Linked DNA regions of Mus musculus: region 1 is linked to region 2. The links are chromatin contacts, called in public Micro-C maps. All regions are on one chromosome and are shown on one strand. The core of a region is the stretch at or near the end of the contact, and the rest is flanking DNA. Distances in the headings are between cores, read along the strand shown. Region 1 overlaps BC055402 (cDNA sequence BC055402). Region 2 has its middle 30 kb from the start of 1700126A01Rik.

Region 1 (6,561 bases), core at 3,321-5,820, 110 kb before region 2:
GAAGTACCATTTACAGATATGAAACTGAAACATCAGGCATGTCACAACACACACACACACACACACACACACACACACACACACACAAAGCTTGAGTCCTGCTTTGTGGTTGATAAGCCTAGCAGCAGGCATGTTGAGTAGGAAAAGAGCCAGCCTATTTCTTTATACAGCTATTTTCAAAGGCTATAGCTGCTCTTGGGCTCTCAAGTTCTTAGGCAAACCACTAAAAATGCAAATTATTTACCAGCCATGTCAGCATTCTTGGGAGGAATTTTTATTACATTCAACATTGAAAGTATCATGCCAGAAATAGGGTTCGAGGGACTCTGGCAAATCTATACCCTTATTTTATTAACACAGCTCTATAGTACCAGAGAAGCTGAAGCTAGCTTAGTGCCTTGAAGCCTGTCAGAGGCAAAAGCACCAGAACCATACAGCACTTGACTTTGTGGAAGCTCCTGGAACCTCGAATGGAGGCTTCTACTTGGTGTCCACGAGGGCTCACCGGGCTCTTATGCTTGCCTTTTTGTGGTCCTCAATTAATTAAATGGATGATATGTTCAATGTCTGCGTCCTCTGGACCTGTTCACAAAAGAGAAAATTGTGTCATCCTATCTCGGGGAGTCAAACCAATATTCCTGAAAGGGGCACACTCCATTTTGCAAGGCAGCTAAGAGTCTGGTCACCTTCTACAAGCCTTTGGGTTTCTTGGAGTCTTTTGAGTGTCTTTGGGGTCAGATCTGGACTTAAGCCAGTTTTGTTCCTAACTGTGCAACCTTCAGCAGCCACTGGGCTCATGACTCCTCTGTTTTCCCCTTGTGTATACCTCAGGGTTGGGCACAGATACATGCTGGCTTTGGAGCGGTCACTGTGGTTATTGTCAACCATGTGACACTCCCCAGTACTGTTACAAACAGCTGGTGTTGACACCCCAGTAACTCCGGGTGACAGACAGCAGAAGGCTGGCTCAGAGATTAGCCTCCAGCTGGCCCTGGAGGTAAACCCTGAAGGTATAGCATAAATAACAGTTCCAATCTTCTTTATAAAATGCTCTCTTATTCCCCCTAAGATCCTGACATTTGGATTTCTGTCAGACCCATTTGTGGTTCTCCATGATCAGCCAGTACTACTGTATAAAGAATTCTCCCTCTACCTTGAAGTAGTGGAGAAAAAGTCTAACTGTGGCCTCTGCACTTGAGTTTTTCTATTTTTTTTTTAAACATTTCATCATATAGGAACCAAGAAAAAGTTTTGAGTAGACATCCCAGCTCTGCATCAATTTCTGAGTGACTAAACATGTTTGTGTTTCCTTTCTGTTGGGTGGAGATGACGGCATCCTTGCATCATAGTCTCATGGTGATCAATGAGCTATTCCGTGAAAGATGCTCCTCTTGCTGCTCACAGCACACAGTAAGCACTCAACAGAGATTATCATGATTAATACCAACGCATATAAGAGAAAATCGCATTACTTTTGACTGCTTTTAGATGAAAAGGAGTGAAATCAAGGAGAGAATCTCAGAACGGAATTTTTCCATACCGACCCATGAACGCAGCAGGCATGGGGTAAGTTCCAAGGACAGAGGTACAGGGAGAGCAGGCTGTGTGTCTCGGTGCACAGAATATCAGGCTGCGCCTAGCCTAACATGACTCCACTTTATAAAGCAACAAATCTGACCCGAATTACTCTCTTTTGAGTGTAAGTGCCAAAAAACAATGACTCTACATCTTGTTTGTGCGCATAAACAGCTACCATCTGCCAACACCAGGAGGCACAAACTGATAAATAATTTATTTGTGCCAATAAATTATGACACCTGAAAATATACCAAGACATATCAGAACCACGTGACATATGAGCCTATTAATCACCCCAGATGGAAACTCCGCACCTGAGACTGAAAGAAGGGCTACCCGTGACCAAAAGAGCAGACACGCCCACCAGTCACCTGGGCAAGTCCTCAGCTGTGTCCAGAAAGTGCTGAAGGCAAAAGTCTTGATCTGTTCTTGGCTACAGCCCAGGTGCAGTTTCTCCTGCCCGTGACACTCAGCCCACTTCAGACTGACCCTTAAGGGGCCTGTCACCCAAACCTGACTTTGATAACTATGTCTGCACAGCTCGTACCCACAGGACATTTCTATTTGGTCCTCTGCAGACTTCTTCTGAGCACAGTTCTCTCTCCCTGACTTCAGGATATCCTCTCTGAACTCTGCAGCCTCCATAGACCTCTCTTTGTAATCCTTTAACCCTGTGCTTGTAAATCTTGTGGAATGTTAACATATGATTTGAGAGTTAACTTTAGTAATTAAGATTGGAATAAAAGAATCCGAGTTTGCCAGTGGCCAGCTATCAAGGGAAATTGGGACCACTTTGGTAAATTACAGCCAACAAACAGATAGAGCCTGTGAATTTATTGGTTAGTCAATGAATTCTGGAAATTCATTGTATGGAGAAGACACAAATGTGTAGAAAGACACAGGCATGCCCATCAATGTTTGTGACATAACACTCAGGATATGCAGCTTATCCATGGGAGATACATTCTAGGATGGTCTGCATTTTCAGAGGCCATATCAATACTTACATGCATATACTTATAATAACACTCAGTTTATAAGTTAGGCACCATAAGAGATTGACAACAGTAACTACTAAAAAAAAGGACCATTATAACAGTGCACTGCAGTAAAGGCGAGGCAGATGTGGTTTCTTCCTGTGTCTTGTTATGCTTCTTGCTGTGTTCTCCTTGTGATAATATGAGATGATAAAATCCCTGAGTGACAAGACAAACGAGGACAGTGACATTGTCATTGATATATCCCGCTGTGCTACTATATAAAGATGATTGGAACCAAAGCACAGGGCACCGTAACAACCTGTCTGGTAACAAAAGCCTGCCAGCTAACCAAGAGGGCGATACATACAGCATGGATGATGGAGCCCGGCTGCCCCTCTAGGTGGAGTAGACAGACTGTCGCGAGAGTTCAACAGAACAGCACACAGCCTCTCAATTTCAAACACAGGAATTGTGTGTGTGTGTGTGTGTTTATGAAAGTTTTCAACAATGTTTTGGGATCACAGCTGACATTTCCTTGACACCCCAGAGAGAAGGGAGGGAAGCAAAGACAATTCTGATTAAAATATAAAATGTTGTTGGTCAGATGACTTCTATAGGGAATTTAGCAAAAAATTGGGTGTATATTCACTAGGCATTTTTTGCTTGCTCAGCACAATTCTCTTGCTCTGTCTCTCCCTCCCCTTCTTCCCCTCCCTCCCCTTGCTCCCCTCCCTGCCCTGAGTGTGACTTTGGAGAGCGTTTTGGTAGTTGAGGGAGATGGGAGGAGAGAATTCAAAGAGCAGTTTATTAATTCACAGGCTTACAGGCAGAATGAGTGCAGGGTCTGGGGTACCCATTGGCTTCTTGAACATATGACAGTTAATTCTCTATAATTCTGAATTTTCTAGCTTATAAAGAAGAGATAAATGCTGTGTCAAAAAAAAAAAAAAAAGCCAAGATGGTGAGTCACTCTAGAGGTAGCCTGTGTTGTAAAGAACAGGTCCTGGATGACCTCGGAATCTGGAGCAATGGGCACCTGATGACATGTGCCAATGTTAGCTGTCGCCAGCAGCCCTGCCTTCCAGCAGCATGGAGTGAGTTTTGGCTCAGTGTGCCTGTTTATGCCTGGGATTTTAAAGTCAAGAGCTTGGCTCCCTTCCCTTCCCTGCCAGGAGGTTCTCCAGTGGTGATTGTTAGGATCTACTAAGTACCTCCTCTCAAAGTTGTTGAAGGAGGCTTCCTATATGCTCAGTTAAAGGTATCACCTTTGCAGGAGTGGACGGTGATCTGGGAGTGCCTGGTTTCCAGATAGAAGTGGGGATGGTGGGATGGTACCTCGTAGGGTGTCCTTGTGGAGTTCTGTTTCTGGGTGATTACATTATTCATGATGAAGATAACGCTGCCTGCCTGCCTGCCTGCCGCCTTAATGTCCCTGCCATTTTGTTTTATGGGAGTGTTTTTGTTCTAATGTCACCCTCTTAGAACATCTTGGATTCCTTGGCTTGGGAACTCCCAGTGAAACTCAGGCTGCAAAGGCAGGGGACAGGCCCTGGATGGGTGCCGCGGTGGCTTGTAGGAGCTCTCTAAAATCTCCAGTTTGGCTCAGGTATTCGTTTTGTCTTTGGATGCCTTGCCCAACTACAGTCAAACCGAAATCTTTCAAAACCTTCTTCAGAGTTTCCTCTTCCCTGTGTCTTGTCATCGGAGCTTCTAGGCTAGAGAGGTTTTCTTCTCTGTGCCTTTTACTTCAATGTATTTTTGCCTCTGGTGATAGTTCATTAAAACGACTTAGCAACAATGGTAAAATAAAACGAATCGTCTTGCCTCCCAGTAGTAATTTTTTGTAGTCATAATTTTTCTGAACTGACAAATAAGTTTAAAAACTAAAATTACCCCCCACCCACATCCCCTTGTTATACAAAGGTGGGTGATTTTCACCTTCCAGCCAAGTTCGTCTGGCAGCAATGTGCCTTATGGACAGCAGGGGGCAGTGTTCATCTTTAAATAGTATGAGCCAAGCAGGCGCTCTCCCAGAGCCGCCAAACACCCTTGGTGTCCAAGGAGACTGGGCCCCCAGAGCAAACACTGGATTCTTTCAAACACAGATTTCCTGAATACAAATCTTATGGCCTGGTATGTCTAGATTTGCATTGATTTGTGACATTAAAACAAAAGCACTCCCATAAAACGAAATGACAGGGACATTAAGGCAGCAGGCAGCGTTATCTTCATCGTGAGTAATGTAATCACTTAGGGCTGTTGGGTCCGTCACCCAGAAACTGAAAAGCAGCCTGGGGTTATCAGAGGAGCTAACCTGGGAGTTTTGTTTCTCTTTCATCTTGCTTCTTGTCATCACCCAAAAGGGCAGATCAAAGAACTCTTGTCCGAGCAAGGAAATCCCCTGACCTGGGGACCCTTCATTCACTCTTCCAGAGCAGGAGCAGGCAAGCAGTCCACTATGTGGTGACTTGAATTTTGAACAACAACAACAAAAAGCTAGAATTATGACACATTTGTCACTCAACTTTTGAACAGTCGGGTAGTAGACATTAAGCTTAATATGATCAAGATTTGGGGCAGGGAAGTGGAGGTGGGGGTGGGGGTGCACTGTAGACATCTTTAAAGCTTTAGTGCCCTGTGGAAAGCAACTGCGAAGAGGTAGAGAGGAAGGAGACTGCTTGGCCTCAGAGCCACCTGGAGGCAGGCAGTGACATCTCTGAATAGGGTGAAGTGTCCTGTCTCCTGTCATGTGCCTTCCACTCCCCTGTTTCGGCTGAAGCCTGGACTCCTCTTCGAATATTCAGTCCCTACTTTATTCGGTGGGGAATATAAGGAAATTATTTAGGGTTACCTGTTTTTCCAAATTTGGGGGATTTAATTTTCTTTCCAGAACATGTCCCCACTGTCTTCCTACACTGTGCTTCATGTGACCTACAGTTTCTTGCAGTGTGTGACACATTTTATTATGCCGTTACAAAATCTAACTGAAATATCTGGGCATGGTGTGTTGACAAAGGCTTCAGGATCCTTCAAGATACTGGAAAGAAAGGGCCTTAAGGGAGGGAGGGAGGGAGGGGAAGGGAAGGGAAGTGAGGAAGAGAGGGGAGGGAGGAGAAGAGAGGGAAGGGGGGAGGGGAGGTAATTTAGCAGATACCTTCTCTTGCTTTCCTCAATTGCTATTATTTGTCCTTGGATTCAGCTTCAAGCTGTAGCAGCTGTGCTGTGAGTCAGACTTCCTTCAGAGCTAAGGGATTCAAAGCCCTGCGATTCTGGACACAGGTAAGTGCACAATTAGTCATCTGACCTTGAGCTGTGTTTCACAATCCCCTGTCCAGCGTTAAGGCTGCATATGTGTGTGTTTAATGAGTAAGACCCATAAGGTTTGGAAAAGGCAAAGCAACACCCTAGATTTATATATTCCATTAAACATGATCTTCGCAGGCTAATTAGTTAGTAATTTCACCCTTGCTTGTAATATAAACCATTTTATGCTCAATAATAATAAAATCTATGTAAACCAGGCTCTTTATTAATAAACATTATGTGCTTCTGGCTTTCAAATAAAATAATGCTCCCCGTGCTCTCCCCCTTATCATGCCTAGACTAATCACCCAGTAAAAATCAAACAACTAAAACACTGTTTTTTATCTCATGCTGTAGAAAAACAATACAGGGACATCCACAGCCTCAGGACTAGACACGAACCAGAGAAAGCTGGGCTGGGGAGAGATCCAAATTGTTATTTCAGTGTTTGGTATTGAGAAACTTGGAGGCTCTGAGGAGTGGGGAAGTATTTTTAATAATCAGGGAGCACTACTGAATCCAGAGAGCACTGATAAATCCAGGGAGCACTGCTGAATCCAGGGAGCACCAATGAATTCAGGAAGCACTGCTGAATTCAGAGAGCACTACTGTATCCAGGGAGCACTGCTGAATCTAGGGAGCACTACTGAATCCAGTTGAAGGAGATACCCCTGACTGCCTCATGCTCATCAGTTCTCCA
Region 2 (7,026 bases), core at 2,901-5,400:
AAAATAGGCAGAAATCCCTCGCTTGATAAGGTTATGATTGATGGATTCCACAGACAAATCCCATTTGGAATCGGTGAGAAAGTTGTTGCCTTGCTTCACACAGCAGTCTCAGGCACACCTCCCGGGCAGGGTAACCATAGTTTTAGACCAGTGTGAGTTCTTTGTGTCCTGCTAACCTCCTACCCCATGGGCTGGCAAACTACAGGCACTGAGTTTTTCTGTAAAGTTTAATTGGAACAGTTACACTCATTTGTTCATGTAATTGTCCATGGCTACTCTTGTGAATGAACAGGAGAATTGGACAGTGTGATAGAGACAATACAGTTCATAGAATTGCAGCAGTCATTGTCCTGACCACTGTAACAAAAGCTTGTTGACTATTCTTCACTGTCACTCTTTCAGTGGGCATTTAAGTCTGACTCACTTGTGGCAGCAAGAACTTTCCCAAGTGGGACAAAGACATAGCCTTGCCTTGCAGAACAGCTGAGCTATAACGTCACCAGAGCTGAGCTATAACATCACCATGGTGATGGGTGTTTTATACAAGGAAGCTGCTATGTTGTGATTCAAGTCTATGAGCTTGATGTCAGATGAGAGATCTCAAGACCATTTTTAAAATATAAACTTACTTACTCAGCAAATAGAATTGGCTAGACGCTAAAGAATAAAATAAATATGTTCTGTCCCTGATGGATCCTTTGGTCTAATGGAGGAGACAAATACTAAGAAAGTAAGACATTAATGATTACTTAATTACAAACCATGCTAGGAACTATCTTAGAAAACAGCAGTCTATCCATGACTTCTCTCTCCATTGTGCTGGCATGTCATAAGAAGGAATGACAACATGGAGGTTTGACTCCTGGGTTGACTGTGTATTTTATGTGACCTGGGCAGGCTGGCAAAGAAACAAAGAGTCAGTCCTTCTCAGAGAAGCATGTGTCACTTCTGGGACCATCATCTCTCCAGTCCCAGGACTGTAAGCCTCACTTCATGATGTCACCTCTCAGATACATCTGTGAGAGATGATGGAGAAATGCTTCCACATTATTCAGGAAAGAGAAACCATGGGATGACTTGTTCGAATGCCGGTTGCTTCAAGACTAGGTAATCGGTCAAAGACAAGTATTTCAAAAAGAATGTGGAGATGACCAAAAACTAAGAGGGGGTCATCAGGAACCTTCATGTCAAAAACCACTGATATTTTTATTGGGATGTAGAATGGATCATTGGGGGGTTAATGGATGGTTAATTAGTAAGCTCTTTAACAGAGGCTCACATATGGCCTTTAAGGCTCACATGTGTCCTTGTGGACAAGAGGAGGACATGTCACTTGGGAGATGGAAACTAGAAAGTAAGGCTTTGAAACTTTGCTTAACATCTGGGAGACTGAGGCAATCTCCTGCGCTCTGGTCTTTCTTATTGTCAGTCCCCATCCCTGCTTCCTTGCTTCCACAACGTGACTGCTTTTCCCTCAGCTGGACCTTGTGGCCAGAGTGGCATTCATACAGAAGCCAGCAGACTCTTCTATTCCTGTCACCCCTAGCCTAGGTGCATTTCACCTTTAGAGGAATTTACCTTTGTCTTTTCTTACAGCCCAGGCCACTAAAGCACTGGGGAAGATTGCAAGCCTGTTGTTGCTTCCAACTCTGCAAGTTGCTCCATAGTCGAACTTCTCCTGGGTTGGGTTTTGTAGCTTCTGGGATGGGCATCATTTGCTGAAGCCGAGATCCTGATGGAATCCCACTCTGTCTCATCCTCACTCCTTATTTTTGGTGGTACAATCTTGCTCTGTGTCATCCTCCCTGTACCTTAGTCACTTTGTAACATTCCTGAAACGTTGTGACAGCTCCTGACTGGCCTGACTCTGGTATTGTCCTGTATCATCTGTGGGCACCAGCTTCCAACTGTTTGGCTGTCTCCTAGTCAACTTCTGAATGGGAGAAGAGGTGCCATTACTTTAAGACCCAATCACCATGTCCTTCACTGTGTCCTTTGTCCTGTCAAGTCTTGGCTACCCCGTGCCTTGTTTTCTCCACCTTCAAAATGTAGAAACTGAAAGTCACCACTGATTCCCCAGAGACCTGGGGTTCAAGAGTTAATGTCTGGGCCACATCTTGAGATTGTTGGAAGAAAGGCGCTAGATAAATACAAAGTGTTGTTGTTATTACAGGGAAGAAAAAGTAAGTGTTAGCTCGGGGTCTGTAATTAGAAAACAAATATAGTGTCTGGTGGCTTTGATGATAGGATTTCTATGAAGATGTGGCATGCAGAAAGCCTGTTGACTGAGATGCTAAAAACAGCGGTCTAACCATCCAAGTCAGAATCCTGCAGGTTTCCCCTCTTCCTGCCCTTCTTCCAGCCCCCCTCCCCCAACTCCCTTCAGAGGTGAGGTGAGCTGTAGGAAGGCACACGCTGGACGAACACCTCAGAATTAGTGAATTTAGCATGTCTGTGGATGTGTAAACTGTTGTGGACAATGCGCTTTCTGCCTTCTTGCTGAGGCCAGGTCGAAAGACTGGAAGCTGAGTGTGGAGAAGTTCGCTAAGCTTCCCCATTCTGGATTCCTGTGCCCTGTAGTCACAGGGCCCTGTCTCAGGATTAGTCCTCCTACTTGGAAAAGAAGGCTTGAGAATTCTTTCAAGAGAATCTCGGCTGGAAAGTGAGTAAGAAGGAAGTCGTTGGGGCGCGTTTTCATATGTTTATCTGCATATTTTCAGGCTACCCATAATATTCTGAGAATTTAAATTGTTTAACAAAATCACATCTTAAAGACCATTGTCTTGGGTATGGGCAGTTCAGATTCCTCTAACTCTTTCTGCTATCAATTGGCTTCTTGTTTTTTTGGGGGGTGTGGGTGGGGGTTTAACCTATATTTGCCTCAATTTCTGCCCTGTAAAATTGTGGTTCAGCAAATTATCTTGCTTGTAGACGTTGGTGGAGAAAGCAGCCGAGGAAGCGATACAGTTGTGCAGTTAGTTCTCATGCATGCTCTGTTACTCACCAGTCTGCTTCAGGGCTTCAGGCTACTTTCAGGAGTCCCCACGCCTCAGTTTCCTTCTTATGAAAATGAGTGAAACAATAAAAGGCAACTTAGTTCACGTCTGCTTAAATGAAATATTTAAGTAATCAAAGATTTTCAGGTCTTAAATTATTTGCTTCCCATCCCCCAACTTCATGGATCCCGATAAAGTGGCCCTTCCCAGTTTGTCTACTATGTTAATGTTTTCTTATTCAAGTATGTGTCTGTTATTTTTACTATGAGGGCTAATTTGCCCCCCATGAAACTTGATGCCATAATTCTTATTTAAATGTACCTGTTCATTTTTAAGGCTCCAAAGTTTCAAGCATATGCCTTTTTATTTCATGGATAACGAATCTGTTAAGTGGCAGGTTGTTTTGCTGGTGGTGGTATTTTGTTTGTTTGTTTGTTTGTTTGTTTGTTTTTGTAGCAGCTTATCCCTTGCTGCTTTTATCTCAATAGTTTGGATTTTAAGATAATTTTTTCTCTTACTTGAATAGGTGCATTAAAATAAAAATATATCAGACAATTCACTCTTCACACCCATGGTGTCAGTGGGAATAATTTGTTCTGACTTTCATTTGTCAGTGGCACTGAGCAACGGTGTAGTTTCTGTGGTGGGTGGATGAGGGCTGGGCAGAGGTAAAGGTGTTGGTGGGGAGAAAGAGAAGGTCTCTCAGTTTCTTGGAATACCACAAGAGTGTTTACTGCTTTCAGAGGTGTTATAACTTAATTAGTGTTTATTGAATATATTAGAGTTTGCTTTGATTCAAAGGCATGGATGCTACCTGAAAACACATTTATTGGCTCCTTTTCACTGTGAAAACAGGACATTTTTTTTAATGTCAAATTCCATTTCCCTCAGAAGCAGATGTCCTGAGTATAAAGTAAAGTGTAACAAATGGGACCTATTCCTGGGGCTCATGTGGATGTAAAGTGGAATTTAAAGGACAGTGAACAGATCCTCACACCAACTTCAAGAAATCTCGGAGGATAGGTGTGCTACTCAAAGGGCCACTGAGAATGTTAATGACACACTTGGAAAGCACTTTGCTGATGTGGATTATGCAATACAGGGCCTGCAGAGTGCTAGGCAGGTGATGACAGGGACTCAGACTTCAGTCTCTGTCCCAATCCCAGGCAGGGACATGGCCTTCCTCCCGCTGTGTGCCCAGGCCTGGGATAGCTTCTCCCTCTCTTTGCCCCCTCTGCTCTGAGCCTGCCTGGATGAGGCTCATCAGAGGTCCTGGTGGGGTAGGCCCCTCAGGGAGTTTGCTGTGGTCACCTCCCAAGTTCTCCAACTCCCTGACACATCTGCTTTCCCGAGTGACAAATTAAAATGTCTGAGGCGGCTGGAGCCGGCTGCCGCCAGCACACATGGCCGACATGTGAAGCTGTGGTCTTCCAGAGTTTTGGCGCATTCCATTCAGGACACAGGGACAGCAGTGTTTAGCAGTTGACACAAGAGGGGTTTCTGCTGCACGCCAGACAGCTAAAAAGCTGCAAGAAACCTTTTGTGGGTTCCCTGGACACTTGGAATTCTTCTAGGCAGCCTGACTTCTCTCCACTACTAGAATAGTGCGAAGGGTGGCAGTGTTCTTGTGGCACTGAGTGAGCCTTCCTGATGGGGACAGGAGGACCCCAGGAAAGCTCCAAGGGACAATAGATGCCAAGAATTCAAATGCTTCTGCAGTCCTGCTCTAAGGATGCTGTAGACCCAAGTGCAGACAGAATGTGACCTGCAGCAACCAGAGAAGAAACCAAGAGACCCCAAGTGAATCCTAACTCTCTGCCCCCCACTCCCAACCACCTCCCTGCTCCCCAGCCCCCTCTGGCCCTGCAGGGTTTGTGTTCAACATCAAATTAAGTGTTCATGACAGCTAACCACAAGTTATTAAATGTGATTCACGGCCACATTGCTGCGCCCTCACTGGTGGTACAGAATAACCACTTAGACAAACCATTTGATTCATGGCGTTGATACAAAGAGTCTTTCAGAGCGAGAGAGGCCCTTTCCATCCTTTAGCTGAAAATTGTTTTATTTCCGTTATTCTCTTAAACAGGTCAGTGAGCTGAATTAAACCCCAAATCCTTTCTAACTGCTTAGCTGTGAAGTCTTTAAGATATTACAGAGCTTGTGCGAAGTGGCTGCGGATTGCCAAGTCAGCGGAAATTTAAGAAATCAGTGTCAAAAATGAACCCGTGTTTGACAAGTGAGACAAGAGATCTGCAGCCTGCGTAAAGGGCGGCAATCTTTCAGCGTTTAATGCTCTTAATAATTTGGTTTCCTATCATAGACAGGCCGTCTTATTTTTGGTCGCTCCTGCTGTGATGAGAAAGCTGGTGACATGGTGGCTGTTGCTTTTCCTGTCTCAGTTCTCCTGCTTTGGGTCTGGAGATGGTGGATAGAGACAGACCAGAGGCCTGTGAGCTCCAGGCGCCTCATCCTTTGTTTTTCTAGTTCAGCTTTCAGGCCTCTGGGACAAGTGGGCCGGTCCTAGGGAGTGTCACTGCCCCCTCCTGGGAGGAGCACTATACTAAATTTGCTGGCGGGTTCTGCCTTGCTAAGCCAACTGGCTTGCATGCATTTAGAAGACCCCAAAATAGGAAGCTGGGCCGTCTTTACTCGGAATGAGCTGGAGTGGACCATGTGTTCTTTTGATAACGCCCCAGAAAGTTCCTGATAAAACTCTAATGTGGCCTTCGGTCTCTGCTGAGCAGTGGGGTGCGGGGGCTTGCCATCTGTTTATAATTGGCATCCAGATCTGATATGTTGTAGAGGGATCCCAAGCTTATTGAATTTAAAAGGGGGTACCAAGTTTGTGTGGGATAAATTCAGATCTAACTTGTCATCTTTCTGCCAAGAGCATGTAATTCATTTTCTTATTACCAACATAGTCTATTAGAAAATAAGTTAGCTATGTAACAAATTGAAGCCTAAGAAAATATCCATATTAGGAAACCTAGTTTGATGATTAAATTAAGCAAGGATTACTTTGGCGTGAATAATTCCACAATCTGCTTTTCTGTCCTGAAAAATGAGTTTAGCAAGGCGTGGCTGTGCGTGTAATATTTAACAGCCCTATTTCAGGGCTTCGGGTTCCCACTCAATGGGCCCTCAATGTTGCCCATGACCTAATGTCACCCTGGCTATCACTTATGAAACTTTTAAAAATTTCTTTACTATAGGACCAGAAGTGCACACACTACACACACACCACATACATTATACACACATATACACATACATACACAGACACACACATATATATATAGGCCACATACATACACACAGTACATGCACACCAGGTACATCATAATATACATAATATATGAATACACACAGAGACCACATACATGTGCACACTACACACGTACTACATATGTCATACACACACATAGTCACACACCATATACACACTCACATACACACACCATACACACACACACATAGACACACACATAAAGACCTCACATAATACACTACACACATACATCATACATACACACACACACACGCGCGCACACACACAAATTTTTAAGAGTCTTTTTAAGGAGAAATACAAGAACAGCACAGTTCATGAAAATACACAGGGTTTTCTGTTTTCCTGAGGATCAAGCTGGTAAATTGTGTTGTTCCTGTTACTACTTTAAAATAACCCAATAAATAAATTTCACTCTTCTTCCTTTCATATAGAATGAGGGAAATAATCACCAGAGAATTAATATATTGCTAGATCAGTCATTCTTTTAAACAATTTTTTTAATTAACATACATTTGCCTAGAATATATGCGCAAATATTTGTTGTTTTAGCTAACATTTGTCTCTTTGTTGTAGTGCTTCTTAAATATTGAGCAAAAAGTAAAGCTTATATAATAGAAGGTTTTGATTATAATTGATCTGTGTTTGATAAAACTTAACAAGAGAACTGGTTTCAAGAGTTAAGGTGGTCGTTATTCCGAAAGTAGTGTCATTAACAGTCATAAGAAAGTGACTGAAAGA

Evidence for each region. A called contact is a pair of places that touch in the nucleus more often than the background predicts.
Region 1: a contact with region 2 is called in a Micro-C map of palatal mesenchyme, with 2.0 times the contacts expected there. The contact joins two enhancer-like sites. A contact is called at or near these places in 8 of 484 Hi-C or Micro-C datasets (cortical neurons, cranial neural crest, embryonic fibroblasts and 4 more).

The regions. Positions count from the first base shown.
Region 1 is chr1:57,203,805-57,210,365 of GRCm38.p6, reverse strand. BC055402 (cDNA sequence BC055402) reads left to right here. Exons shown (of 7, transcript NR_037990.1): 4 at 1,327-1,566; 5 at 3,467-3,652; 6 at 5,758-5,837. Among named protein-coding and RNA genes, the nearest start is that of BC055402, 7.9 kb to the left of the region's middle. Within about 2 kb of position 4,570, at least 28 of the 459 cell types and tissues checked have an H3K27ac peak or open chromatin away from gene starts, as enhancers often do.
Region 2 is chr1:57,094,250-57,101,275 of GRCm38.p6, reverse strand. No RefSeq gene overlaps it. Among named protein-coding and RNA genes, the nearest start is that of 1700126A01Rik, 30 kb to the left of the region's middle. Within about 2 kb of position 4,150, at least 24 of the 459 cell types and tissues checked have an H3K27ac peak or open chromatin away from gene starts, as enhancers often do.